3 separate regions of the Anser cygnoides genome follow, and all the other regions are linked to region 1. Evidence: chromatin contacts called from public Hi-C data. All regions are on one chromosome and are shown on one strand. The core of a region is the stretch at or near the end of the contact, and the rest is flanking DNA. Distances in the headings are between cores, read along the strand shown. Region 1 overlaps FN1 (fibronectin 1). Region 2 overlaps LOC106034489. Region 3 overlaps LOC106034489.

Evidence for each region. Hi-C and Micro-C count contacts between places; a contact is called where the count stands out from the background.
Region 2: a contact with region 1 is called in a Hi-C map of liver, with 1.6 times the contacts expected there. The contact joins two enhancer-like sites. A contact is called at or near these places in 3 of 7 Hi-C or Micro-C datasets (fetal liver and liver).
Region 3: a contact with region 1 is called in a Hi-C map of liver, with 4 times the contacts expected there. The contact joins two enhancer-like sites. A contact is called at or near these places in 2 of 7 Hi-C or Micro-C datasets (both in liver).

The regions. Positions count from the first base shown.
Region 1 is chr6:10,542,751-10,546,971 of Taihu_goose_T2T_genome, reverse strand. FN1 (fibronectin 1) reads left to right here. Exons shown (of 46, transcript XM_048058515.2): 26 at 1,023-1,205; 27 at 2,200-2,289; 28 at 2,905-3,174; 29 at 3,396-3,512; 30 at 3,941-4,105. Among named protein-coding and RNA genes, the nearest start is that of FN1, 35 kb to the left of the region's middle. Within about 2 kb of position 2,076, at least 2 of the 3 cell types and tissues checked have open chromatin away from gene starts, as enhancers often do. A contact at or near this core is called in fetal liver and liver, where this site is marked.
Region 2 is chr6:10,702,346-10,706,566 of Taihu_goose_T2T_genome, reverse strand. It overlaps LOC106034489, which reads right to left. Exons shown (of 21, transcript XM_066999647.1): 15 at 3,408-3,484. Among named protein-coding and RNA genes, the nearest start is that of MREG, 23 kb to the left of the region's middle. Within about 2 kb of position 2,001, at least 2 of the 3 cell types and tissues checked have open chromatin away from gene starts, as enhancers often do. A contact at or near this core is called in fetal liver and liver, where this site is marked.
Region 3 is chr6:10,681,086-10,685,306 of Taihu_goose_T2T_genome, reverse strand. It overlaps LOC106034489, which reads right to left. Exons shown (of 21, transcript XM_066999647.1): 9 at 3,113-3,203. Among named protein-coding and RNA genes, the nearest start is that of MREG, 44 kb to the left of the region's middle. Within about 2 kb of position 2,451, at least 2 of the 3 cell types and tissues checked have open chromatin away from gene starts, as enhancers often do. A contact at or near this core is called in liver, where this site is marked.

The sequences.
Region 1 (4,221 bases), core at 827-3,326:
CATGGACGGTGTTTCATGCTGTCACTAGCTGTTGGGATGACAGGGCTTTGTCCAAAGAGGAATTGAGCCACTCACTGGGGGAAAGACAGACAAACCCAGCTTAATCCTTTTTCTAAATGGCAGCTGGGGCTGGATATGCACTGCTCAATTTTCTAATTTGAGGCATTTTAATACTGTGAATGGCTGCAGGCTTGCAAGTCTCATTCACCTTCAGATTTCTGGGATCCAGTTGGAATCGAGAGTGTGAAACACGAGCTATATATACACCAGACATTTAAACTGTGGTTCCCCAAAATCAGAGTGCCGAAGGGTGAAGCAGTTCAGCAGGCACCCTCCAGCTTATTTGTAGCCTTGAGAGCTATTTGAGCCTCTAGCAGTTTGTTTCAGTGGTGGCCCCACTCTTTCCACAATGCCCTAAAGGACACAGATGAAACACCACTCCCTGAGGACATGCCATTGACAGCCATGTCACACCGTCAAGGGTCTCTGTAGTGCATGGGCAGAAGGCGAGCTGAAAACTGGTTCTTGCATGAAATCCTATTGTGTCTGAAAATCCGGAGGCTGTAAATCCTTCAACACAAGTAGAAGTAGTCATAGGAAATTAGTGGTATACCCTCTCCTCTCCTGTGTGTGCATGTATGAATTCTAGATGAGATGACTTTTCCAGCTGTAAGCTGCTGTATGGCAACTTTAAACCTCTCTTGGCTCCACATGTGTAATATGAAATCCAGCTGCAAGAAGCACATTACTGAAACTTGCTACCTTGTTTTCAAATTAGCCCCGCAGGGTATATTTAAAGTATTGGGAAATGCCAGGAGGCTAAAGGAGCCTGACAGCAGTACAGGCGTATTTTTCTCTTAACTGTAGTAGAACCAAATGTAGTCTAGAAGTCTGTTTGCATGGATCTGACACAGTAGTCTGTTATGCATGAGATATTTTCTCTAGTGACTCCCTAAACATGTGTCTCAATCAGCTTTTATGTATCAGAGAAGATTAATGTATATTTGTTCTTTGCTATGTAGCTGTGCCTCCTCCCACTGACCTCCGCTTCACTAATGTGGGGCCTGATACTATGAGAGTGACGTGGACTGCACCAACTTCCATCGTGCTGAGCAGCTTCTTGGTGCGCTACTCACCTGTGAAGAAGGATGAAGATGTTGCAGAGCTGACAATTTCACCCTCTGACAACATGGTGATCTTAACAAGTAAGAGAATTACATAAGACAAATATAAGAGGCCCCTTATATATGGGTGGAGATGTGGCATAAGATGAGGGAAAAGAAAACTGTTTGCTCTAAGTATAACTGGCCAAACTCCCAGCTGATACAAGCTGATGTCAAAGTAGCCTCATGCAAACGCACACAGGTGGATTTTGGCCACTTGCTTTAACTAAGTTAAAAGCAAACCACAGGAAAGCTTTTCCCATCAGTCCAAGGACGGTGGTGAATCAGAGTATGGGGTAATTGCTTTGCTTTGCAGCCTGGTTAGGTATTAAGAGTAAATACATATTACTCTCTTAGTTTGCCAAAGAAGACAAGGACCTATAGTGCAGAGGTTTGGGGGAGGGGGGGGGGGGGGGGCGGGCAGGGGCGATCAGAATGTGCCAAAGGTCATTGTTCCTTTGGTTCTGTATATTTGGGACCAGAAGATAAATACTGTTTGGAACTTCAGGGGACATGGCAAAAAATCTTGGGCACTTTTCAAAAACTGAGTTAATTTTTGCTGGTGCAAAAGTTGTGTTTTACTTCAAGGTTTTTTTTCCCCATCCTGGAATTGGATTGGTTGAGTGAAAGACAATAGCTCTTTTTAGAATAAGGGTCCAGATCTGAAGCTCATGTAAATTAGAATAGCTGTGTTGAAAATCCCTAGCTCTGTTTCAGTTTATATCAGCTAAAGCTTTACCCTGGTACATAACTAGATAGCTAGAAGGGGCTGTGATGAAAACTCATTGCTTCTAGCCAGTCCCCACAACTTAAGAACACAGTGATACAGGATACTGTGCTCCTTCAGGCTAAAACATTTCTGGCAACAGTAATGCCACAAAAAAAGATTTGAGTTTGACTGTCACGAAGGCTCAGATCTTCCATCAGGTAAAACCCGATTATCCCCATAAACACAATTAAAATTGCATAGCTTTTTAAGTGACTTCTAGTCATTAGTAAAGAAATCTGTCTAAACCCCTTTACTTAAACTCCACAGATCTGCTCCCTGGTACTGAATATCTTGTGAGAGTCTACAGTGTTTCTGAGCAACATGAGAGTGCACCTTTGTCTGGAATCCAGAAAACAGGTACTTAGACAACGCATAAGACATGCTTAATGCATTAATTAGTGCCATCCATTAAGTTGATCTTGCTGCCCTTGCTTGTGTGGTCACCTTGTTGACAGACCGTCAGATAGATATCAAAGAGCAATGCAAATCCACAACTTGGGAAATACTAGGACGTCTAATATCTCATTCGGTGTGAACTACAACTTCTGGTTCTAAATAGAGCATCATAGACCCTCATGTGAATGTACCAGTCATGTGTGCCTGAGAACGAGCCTAGGCAGAGCCTATTGTATCCGTCGGTGACTTTTGTTTTACAGCTGTAACAGAGCTTGCTGGTTGTGTGCTGCTTTATGTTGTGTTGTCTGTGTAAGAACAAATATTAAAACAAGTCAGACTGGTTATTTAGAGAAGACTTCAGATGTTGACCAAAGTTGCCATACACTTTCCTGCAGTTGTGTTCCAGCACTTGTTTATCTTGCTTTGATCCTGAACATGTGTGTGCTTAGTTCCACAGCTGAATAGCATTTGGCTTAAGATACGGCAGGGTCATGGTACTGAGCTTCATGCAACAAGACAGTGGTGATGATTAGTTGTTCAGCTGAGCTCAGTCTCTTGTCTCTTTGAAATACCCAGGTCTCGATTCCCCCACTGGCCTTGACTTCTCGGATATAACTGCCAACTCTTTCACCGTCCACTGGATTGCTCCTCGTGCCACCATCACCGGCTACAGAATCCGGTATCACCCAGAGCATGGTCCCAGCAAGCCCAAGGAGGACCGCGTGCCCCCCTCGCGGAACTCCATCACTCTTACCAACCTGCTCCCAGGGACCGAGTATGTGGTCAGCATCATTGCTGTCAACGGCAGGGAGGAGAGCGTGCCCTTGGTCGGCCAGCAAACAACAGGCAAGCCTTGAGGGACGAGTAAGCTGACTAAAAGTTGCCTTGAGGATTTGGGGTGTCCTTTAGTGAGGTAGATGCTGTTAAAACCAGATATGATACATCACTTGTAGATGTGTGCGCGGTGCTAGAACTAAGACAGATGAGAAGCAGAGAAGTACAGTGTGATGGGTGTGATCTGTACTGATGTATGTTGTGTTCAGACTCCCTCTCACTTCTGTTTCTAGTGTCTGATGTTCCAAGGGACCTGGAAGTTACCCCCACCAGCCCAACCAGCCTTGTGATCTCCTGGGATGCTCCTGCAGTGACAGTCAGATACTACCGGATCACTTATGGTGAAACAGGTGAGGGCAAGCTGCTCTGGCAGTTGCAGACCAGCAGATCTAGTCTGAGGCTATCGGAAAGCCACAGCAAATTGCAAAGACAAGTTTGACTGCAGCAGACAAAAACCCCTCTCTTTAAGATCTTTGCAGCATGTTTAAAGAAGATTGTCAAATACAAGGTTTATTTTTGCAGGAGAACAAATTATCTTCATCTGCCCCCTGCAAAAAGGAGCATTTGGAGCACTCCAGTCATTTTAGAGGTGGTTCTGTGTGCATATTTAATTTTTCATTGGGTTGGACCGAAAAAAACTGACGCAAAATTCACTGAAATCAACATCATCCTCTCTTCAACTTAATGCATATAAGATTGTCTTGTGGTTTTTTTTATGATTGAAAATGTATACTTGAAGAGATCCATTACACTTCTTTTTCCACCCCATCCTCTTCAGGTGGAAGCAGCCCTGTACAGGAGTTTACAGTCCCTGGCACCGTGTCCACTGCTACCATCACTGGCCTCAAACCTGGCGTGGACTACACTATCACCGTGTATGCTGTAACTGGTCGTGGAGACAGCCCTGCCAGCAGCAAGCCAGTTACTGTCACCTACAAAACAGGTGAGACCTGTCTGTACAACAAAACCCCACCAAAAACTTCACCAAAAACAAAACAGAAAAAAACAAACAAACAACAAAAAAGCTTTTTTTGGCTTACCCCCCACAAAGTTGGCACT
Region 2 (4,221 bases), core at 752-3,251, 160 kb before region 1:
GTGCCGGGCTAACAAGGGACTGTTTGAAAGGAGCTCTGAGCAGGATGACGTCAAGCAAGAAACCTCTGGGAGGATGTTGCAAGCCGGGCTTTAAAGGCAGGGTTTGTTTAGGAACATCAGGCTTCAGCTGGATCCACTGATACTGGGCACGCCAGGGAGACATCCCAATTACCGGGCAGAACTGAGTAAGAGACTTTCAGGCTGCGGGTACCTTCTGGTGAGCAGTACATAAACATCCTGCCCTGCTCAGCAGGGAGGGATGGAGAAACCTCTCCGCCTCATGTGCTCTGTCTGAGCTCAGAGGTCCCCCAAGAGCACAGACAGCTGTGCCTCTTCCTTCACCTGGGGCTGGCAGAAAGCTGGCAGAGGCTGAGAATAGAGGGTATGTGTTGGAGAGGGTCTGGCCGTGCCCCTCGCCAGCCCCTGCATGTGTACATCTACGATCTTGATGGTCTTTTCCAACCTTAATGATCGTATGATCTCCTTTAGCTGAGCTACGTGAGATTGCACCGAGGTCCTAGGGAGGTGGTCAGGCTTGGTGTACTGAAGTCAGCAGGAGAGACATCAGCATTTGGGAAGGTGAAGCACTTCAGAAACAAATCCTGCCAGACATCAGGGACCACCAGGGAATGGCACATGGCCTCCTGAATTCCCAGCTTGTGGCTTGGATCTGCCTATATTAAAAATAAGGCTTCAAAAGAGATTTAATTCACTCTGCTCCCGCCTGTCCTTGGACAAGCTTTTCCCATAGGAGCTGGGGCCACTTTGGTCTTTGTCCAGAGGCTGTCCCTCAGAGTGGGGGATGCTTTAATTCCTCTGATTTGCTGCTCTCAGCTCACATCAGAAGCCCCACGTCTGGATGCTGTATCAAACAGTGAACAGCTTGGTGCTTTTAGGAGGCGAGACAGATGCAGTCAGGCTTTTTATCTTCCAGGGCCTCCAAATTGCTGGATTTGTATTTTATTTCAATGATCTCTCAATTGCTAGTCATTACACAGAGCAAAAGAACAGCCACATTTGGATAACTTTTCGCTTGGCCAAAGCCCGTGCTTAAATACAATTCCTGTCTCCCAGCGACCCATGGTGGGGGTTATTTTCCAGCCTGAAACCTCGAGAAGTCGAGTTGAGCTGGAAATGATTTGTGCTACTCTACGTGCCGAGAGCTGAGAGTGGGACTTCGGGTGGCTGTGAGTTTCCTTCACCCATCAGTGAATCACCAACCTGTAGAAAGGAGAAAAGAGAAATAGAAATGGGCTCCCACGCCCGGCTCTCCCCGTCAGCGCCAGCTGCTGACAGCCTCTCCGAGCAGTTTCACTTCATGCCACAGCGCTCCATCTGCAGCTGCAGTCCACCAACTGGCTCTTTGGGAGCTCGCTGACCTTATAAAGCATGATTTGGTTTTGTTTAAGGAAACAACCCCGACTGTTTGGAAGATGCTTTGATCCTAAATAGCGTTTTGAAGCCACAGGGCCGGGTGAGGCTATGAAATGATCTGCTGGTGAGTCACAGCACCGCTTTCGGGGCTATCCATTTTGTCAAGCAGCATACCTGATTCTCTTGCTCCTCATCAAATATTTGCTGTCTGTCTGAGCTTATAAAGGCGACTTCACAGCCGAAGCAAACGCCTGCCTTGACAGTGGTCCATCCCTCCGCTGCCGGCTCCTCTTGCACACATGCACACGCGCACTTTGCGGAGGAGACGTGCATAAAGCCAGCAGACAAAGGCAGTAATCAAAGTTGCACGCAAAGCAAAAGAGATGACCAACAAATGCCATTAGCTTCCAGGAAACAGCAAGCTTTCAGAGGCCAAATCACCCTCGGTGAGAGCTAGCCCAGCTCCATTAAATTCAACAGACGCTGTTACACTTCAGTGAAGTAGGTCTTTTAGGGTTTATTTGAGGTTAACTGCCCAAATCCCTGGCTTACAGACCTCTTTATGTCCAAGATAACAAATGGGAAGGCAAATAAGAGCTCAGAAAGAAGCCGTGCTAGCGACTGGTTGCCTGCCCTCTGGCTCGCTGTATTTGCTGACAGCACAGCTATGCGAAGCATTCGGCTCGACGCGCAGCGTGGCCATCCTGCTTTTATTTAAGGACACCACCTCACTCCCCTGTGTTTGCTTTTTGGGGACTTTGCCTAGCTGCCAGGTAGGGATATCCACATCGAGTAAACAAGTGCTATCTGCACTTTTCCCGGTATAAACAAAGGCTGGGCTTTGTCCTCACCACGAGGATGCTGCAGTAAGAAAAGAAAACAAAAAAGCTAACACTTACCTTTCAGTGAGTAGGATTCTCCTAAAATAAATAAAAGGATGTTTAAAAATGAACGTTAAAGCTGTGGAGCAACCTAAGCTATTACATTAGCAATTGCTTAGTCCCAGGCCAGCCCTAGCCATCCTCTGGTGGCAGGGGATGTGGCTCTGTGGGAAGATGGAGCCTGAGCAGATGTTAATGCCCCTGGAGCTCCTGACCCTATAAATGTTTAGTCCCTTGTTCAGCTGCTCTCACCAAAGCCAGGCTCAAAGCTTGTGCTCAAGTGCCTGTGACCCAGACTTTAAATCATTAACCGTACGGATTGGTAATGGGAAAAGGAAAAGAAAAGATTGTGGGGGGAGGAAGGAGGAAAATGCCTTTAAAGACTAGGAGCTGGACAAAACAATGCTGATTTTAGTCATGGCCCTGAGATCAGCAATAAAAGAGATCTGGATCTCAAAAGATTACACGCATTGGGTGTAAGCTGTTGGGAAGCAGAAATTGTGTGCTAATAACACGAGGATGGCAGACTGATGGAGAGGCCACTGGCATTTGGATGCCTCCTCTTGGCATGTCCTTTCTTATTACTTCCATTCTCCAAGAGGCAAATTTACTTAGCTCTGCCCCAAATGAGCCTTGGGGAACCCCAGACCTCCAGATTCACAAACGCAGGCTGCGATTCGACGTCGAACGCAGAGCAGTCCTGGGCACTGAGCTCTCGAAGATGTGAGTTAACTGGAGAAAGTCCAAGAGGGAACATTAAGAAAGGCCAGAAGACACAATTTATGAGGAAAGAGTGAAAGAATGAAGGTTGTTTAGTCTAGAAGATGGATGATTACGCCCTTCAACTACATACAGGACAAAGAATGGATTAATCCTTCCTCAGCAGTCATGGTAGACAGTCAGAGTAGTAATAGGCTTACATTGCACCAGGGATGATTTTGGTTACACGTTAAGCAACACTTTCCTCTGCTTACTCTCCAAGACTGCCTGCTGAGTCTGCATCTATGGATTTTTATTTATTTACTTATTTAAGATTATATATAAAAATATGTATATTTTTTTTAAAGTCAGGTCTTAGATTGATTTGCATCCAGTGGGGGTGAGGGGTCATTTTTATGATTTTTTGATAGAACAAGTGCAGCCATCACTTACCATGGAAAGAGTCTTCACGCAGAAGGGAGTTTGGGGATCAGAGCCCATTCTGTTACCTTGGAGCACAATATGGTTCTCTGCAAGATAAGAAAAAGCCCCAAACTCTGCTGGATGCCTCAGGAGAGACGCTGTGGTGCATCTCCCGAAGGCACAGCACAACGTCACAGCTGCAATAAGAGCTCAGGTACCATTTCTTGCACCACAGGATCACGAGCACCTCCCTGGGCTCGGTTAGTCAAGTGCCCTATTGCTTTTCTCTCCCTTAATAAAAATAAATAAAGATTCAACATTTGGTGAAAAGCTATCACCGGCTTTCACATCAATTTATCACCATCACTGCACCTACAAAAAGGCTGGTACACCCCAGAACACCACACGAGCATCACCTGGAAAGCAGGAGAGCCTGCTCCAAATTATTCCTCTCCTAGCAGGCAGGGGTTTGGGTTTAGGATTGTTTTTCCCTTGTGCAAGTGGCCTTTTCCCCTCCCTGCCATGCCAGACGCCCTCACATCCTACTCCTCCCATTTTAGCCACCGGTCACAGCAATTTGGGAATACAGATCCTGTCCCAGCCTCTGAGGCAGAAGAACAGGGACTGTAAAAATAGCCACTGATGCGATGTGCTGCCAAGAGGAAGCTTTCACAGGGAGAGTTAAAAGTGTAAAATGGAGGGTTTCTATCTCCATTCTTCCCCAGCAGCCCCTGGAAATCTTGCTTAGACCCCTGCAGCACATTAAGTACTAAACCCCGTTATCCTCACAGCATCTGAGCCCCAAATTTCACTCTGATACTCAAATATTGGGACACTCAGGGCA
Region 3 (4,221 bases), core at 1,202-3,701, 140 kb before region 1:
TGATACCACAACCCCTCTTCACTGTACAATCTGAAGATTTAGACCTGAACTTTGTTTTTATCATCACAAGCCTGTAATTGATGAAAAGTCTTTCCCTCCTTTTATGACAATTTCATTACTTAAAAAGCTTATGGTAAGAGACCTTGTTGAAAGCCTCAGTCAGCCAGCTCAACCCCAGCTAAATGTTGTTTGACACTCCAGATAGTTCTAATAGATTTGTGAAGTGTGATTTCTCCCTGCAAGCACCGCACTAACTCCTCCCCAGTCTATCAGTTTTATCCAAGTGCCTACTAATTCTAACATTTCTGCCAGCTGCTCTGACACAGCAGTCACACTTCCTGGTATATAGGTCCCTGGAGATGCTTTCAGAACTGGTGGCATATTTACCATGCTCCAACCTTCAGGCACCGACCCTGATTTAAGCAGGAGGCTTCACACCCCAGCAAGCGATGCCATGGTTTCCCATCTCAGTGACATTAGAGGTCCTGGGAGAGTAACGCCTCGTTCAAGCAACCCATTGCCCTTCAGTTCTCTCAGCGTGGTCTGATCAAGTTATCGTGGGTTAATGAGCCATCACCCACCAGGCATGCTGGCTGCTTTCAAGTCCCATTACAAAGGCGGGATTTTAAACTATAGCATTTCACTCCACAACAGAATTGAACAAAGAAGATGTATTTAGTCCCATTTTTCCAGCGGGCAGTCGCAAATTAGGTAGGACAATTCCACTGCTTGCCATCGTGGATCAGTGCCCTGCTTCCCTTGGCCCAGTGATGCTCAAGGTCAGAAGAGATGGAAACTCCCCCAGAACACCCACCGGTTCTGGCCGCCTCCAAGGAGACTTTCAGGCTGAGGGGACAGCATGCAGGCGTTTTCTGAGTGTGGGAGCTTTGTGCAACCCCCTGTCTTTGCTGCAGAGCCTGCATTTCAGGCTTACATCTCCAGCCACTCCAAGCAAATTGCGCCGTGATAGGATAAGCCAGGGCCGAGGCTGCAGAGGTGAGAGGTTAAACAACTCTTGAGCTACGCGCTAGCTGAAAATACACGATGAGAGCTGTTGCCAGGTTAACTCCTAGAAAAATCAGCCTCAGCCCAAAGGGCAGATAATAAATTGGTGTATAAGCTAAACAAAGTGCTGACGCAGCCTTTGCTGGAACAGCACTCCCAGCGCCGCTGTAATACGGGGCCAGGCTGAAATTCCGCTGTGATTGACACTCTGCCATCACATCATTTGTTACCGATCCCATTTTTCCTCCCTTCCTCTGCTTTTCACTTCAAGGGACAGGACCTGCAGCAGCACAGCCTGCAGAGCCCTCCTCCGATCTGTTTTCCATTTGAGCATCCTCCTCTGAGGATTGACTCATGCTTCTTGACATAAAGCACCGCCTCTTTGGGCTCTTATAAGGAAACAGCAGGAGAGAATTGTCTAATTCAGACTTTTTGGCAGACTTTGCATACTATGCATTATAGCGTGCATTTCTAGCCAATGCCTTTGCCCTTTTGTGGTCATTTCAGAACAAACTGAGCTTCCTCCCTCAACGTTTTGGGTACTTTTGCAAACTCACAATGCCTCAGACCAAACAGAATTAGTGTGAGGCTGGGAGTACATCAAACCTTGGAGGAATTATTTTAACATATGAACCATAAACACTCCTCTTCCATTTCTGCTTTGCTAGTAATTCACATCCCAGTGACTCCAGGATTTTGCTACAGGGAAATACATTTCAACATCATATACAACAAATGGGATGCACAAAGATTATCATGGCCATGGCCTGCATTTATGGGAGCCCTGTATCTGTCCCACGCTCAGGTCTTTAAAACTGGAGCTGTGAAAAAATGCCTATAGTGAAACACGAAACCAAATGAGACTGACCTGGCCTGGGATTTGGTTATATATGGGAAAGTCAGGCTGAGTTCACCTAGAGAGTTGTGAAGGTTCATGAACCTTGGGAGGGAGCAAAGGTCCAGTTCCGAGGAAGCCTAGCCAAACCTTTTCCAGAAATGTTAAACTAGTATATATTTGGGAACAGAGAGATCCTGTAAAATAAATAGTTTTAATAGGAAATCTATTGGAGGGAGACCTGGTGGTTTCAGCAGCGTTTAGCATTAACGTGGTGAATGAAGAGAAGGCTCAAGCTCACACAGAGCCTGAGAAGTGTTAAAAAACTCAGGCTGAACCCGGAGCCCCTTGTTCCTGAGGATCCTATTATAAATGTGTCATTTGCAGCTCTAGAGGTGAGAAGAGTTGACTTTATTGGGTATCTGCACCATATCTGAAATAGGGAAGTCTCAAGCTGGCTGAGCCCTTTACACTCTGATGAACTGAAGGCATCTCCTCATTTTCCCCTGAAAATTTTCTCAGGATTTTTTTGTACTGAAAACTACCGGTCTGCCCTCTATGCCCCTCCTTTTGGCCACGTTCAGCAAAATATTTCACAAACATGGACGAAAACTAACTGAAAGTTCAGTAAGCACTGTTATTTCCAGAGAAGGAAATTAAAATTTTCATCTGAAAATCATGACTGTTTCCATGGAACAGATCTTTGGAGACAGGTTCTCTGATCATCAGTACTACGATGCCCTACAACAAAATATGGGAAAACCCCAATGTAACTGACTTTCTCAGAGGCAAAGGAGCATGCCAGCGACTTAACAGGGGCTGGAGATTTTGCTTTGGGTCATGACTCCACTTTTTTTTCAAGATTTGGCAAAGGTAAATGGAAAAAGATTTTCAGTATAGCTGGTATCTAATCTTTAAATTAGAAAGGAACTGAAACCAGGGCTTCGGACTTTAATTACCACTACCAGGCTCCTAAAGCTGGGAGGAAAAAGTATGATAATGCTTTTAAACACCAGATTACTAATCTGCAGCCTGATTAACGAGCTCCCATATGCCAGACAAGCTGGTCTCAAAGGGACTCCCCTGCCCCTTACTCTGTGGGTCTGGGCAGCAGTGGTGATGCTCACCACAATGACTGCCCTGCCTCCGAACCCTGACAGCCCTGGGCTCCAAGAAGGGAACATACTGGTGGTCTCGGCCTCATGGCTGTCAGCAGAAGAGGACAGTGGGTGTCAGGGGATCAAGCTGGAGCAATTTTGGTGTTGAACCTACCTTTGATAGGTCTGGCTCTTGCCCCATCTGACTTGCTCGCTCCAGGAGTGAACACAGACAGGCAGGGCAGAGCCCTTGGTTCATCTGTCAGCTTAAAAAAACCAACGACAACAAAAAATAAAAAATAAAAAATAAAAAAAACAGAAATAAAAAACAGAAATTAGCCTTGCTTTCCCCTAAGAGAACATCCCAACCATACTGTGATAGGAAAAGAATTAGGAATTAAGAAAGAACGGTGGCACGAATGCCATAAACATCACTTCTGTGTGCGCTCCGCTGCCAGAGCACACATAATAAAGCTTAATTTCCTGGTGCTGTGCCCTGCCTGTAATACACTGCCCAGATCTTCCTACTGCTCCCAGCTGAGAGCCAAGTCATTCTATAGGATTATTTTGTTAAGAGCAAAGCTACTTGATCAGAAGAGATTTAACACCAGATTATGGCCACAGCTTTTTCCGGCCCGGCGGCTGTGGAGGAAGAGGGCAGGAGCTGCTGGTGATGTGAGGCTGAGCCTGGAGCTTGGGAGGCCTGGGTTCAGCCCTTGCAGCAAGTCCCCTGTAAATCTGGAGATAAGACACCCTCTACTGCCTTTTCCACACCGAAATACAGGGTTTGAGGAAGGGGGATGTGTTACAGACAGTGAGACGCTCGCCTATTATGAGGGGGATAGACAAAAGCTCTGATGCCAGCACACCAAAACCTCCTGGAAGCCAGAAGCCACATGCCTTTACGATGCTCACAAGCTCTTTCCCAAGCCCTGTTGCCCATCCCATGGCCCAGCACCTGCACCCCAAAATCAGCTCTAGCAGAGTCTGGGCTAGCAGGGAGAGCCAGCCCTGTGCCAGGCTTGGAAAGAAGCTGAGGCTTCAGAGCTGAGGGGTCGTGGTCTTAACCACACAGCACAGGAGAAAATTCTGTACAAATAATAAATTCGGACATGATACTGGTTGTGCCATTACCGAAAGGTCATCAAATAGTATGATTATAACTTTTAAACATTGGTATCGGTAACGTGTGGTAAGCCTACCATCCCATCCCATCCCATCCCATCCCATCCCATCCCATCCCATCCCATCCCGTCCCGTCCCATCCCGTCCCATCCCATCCCA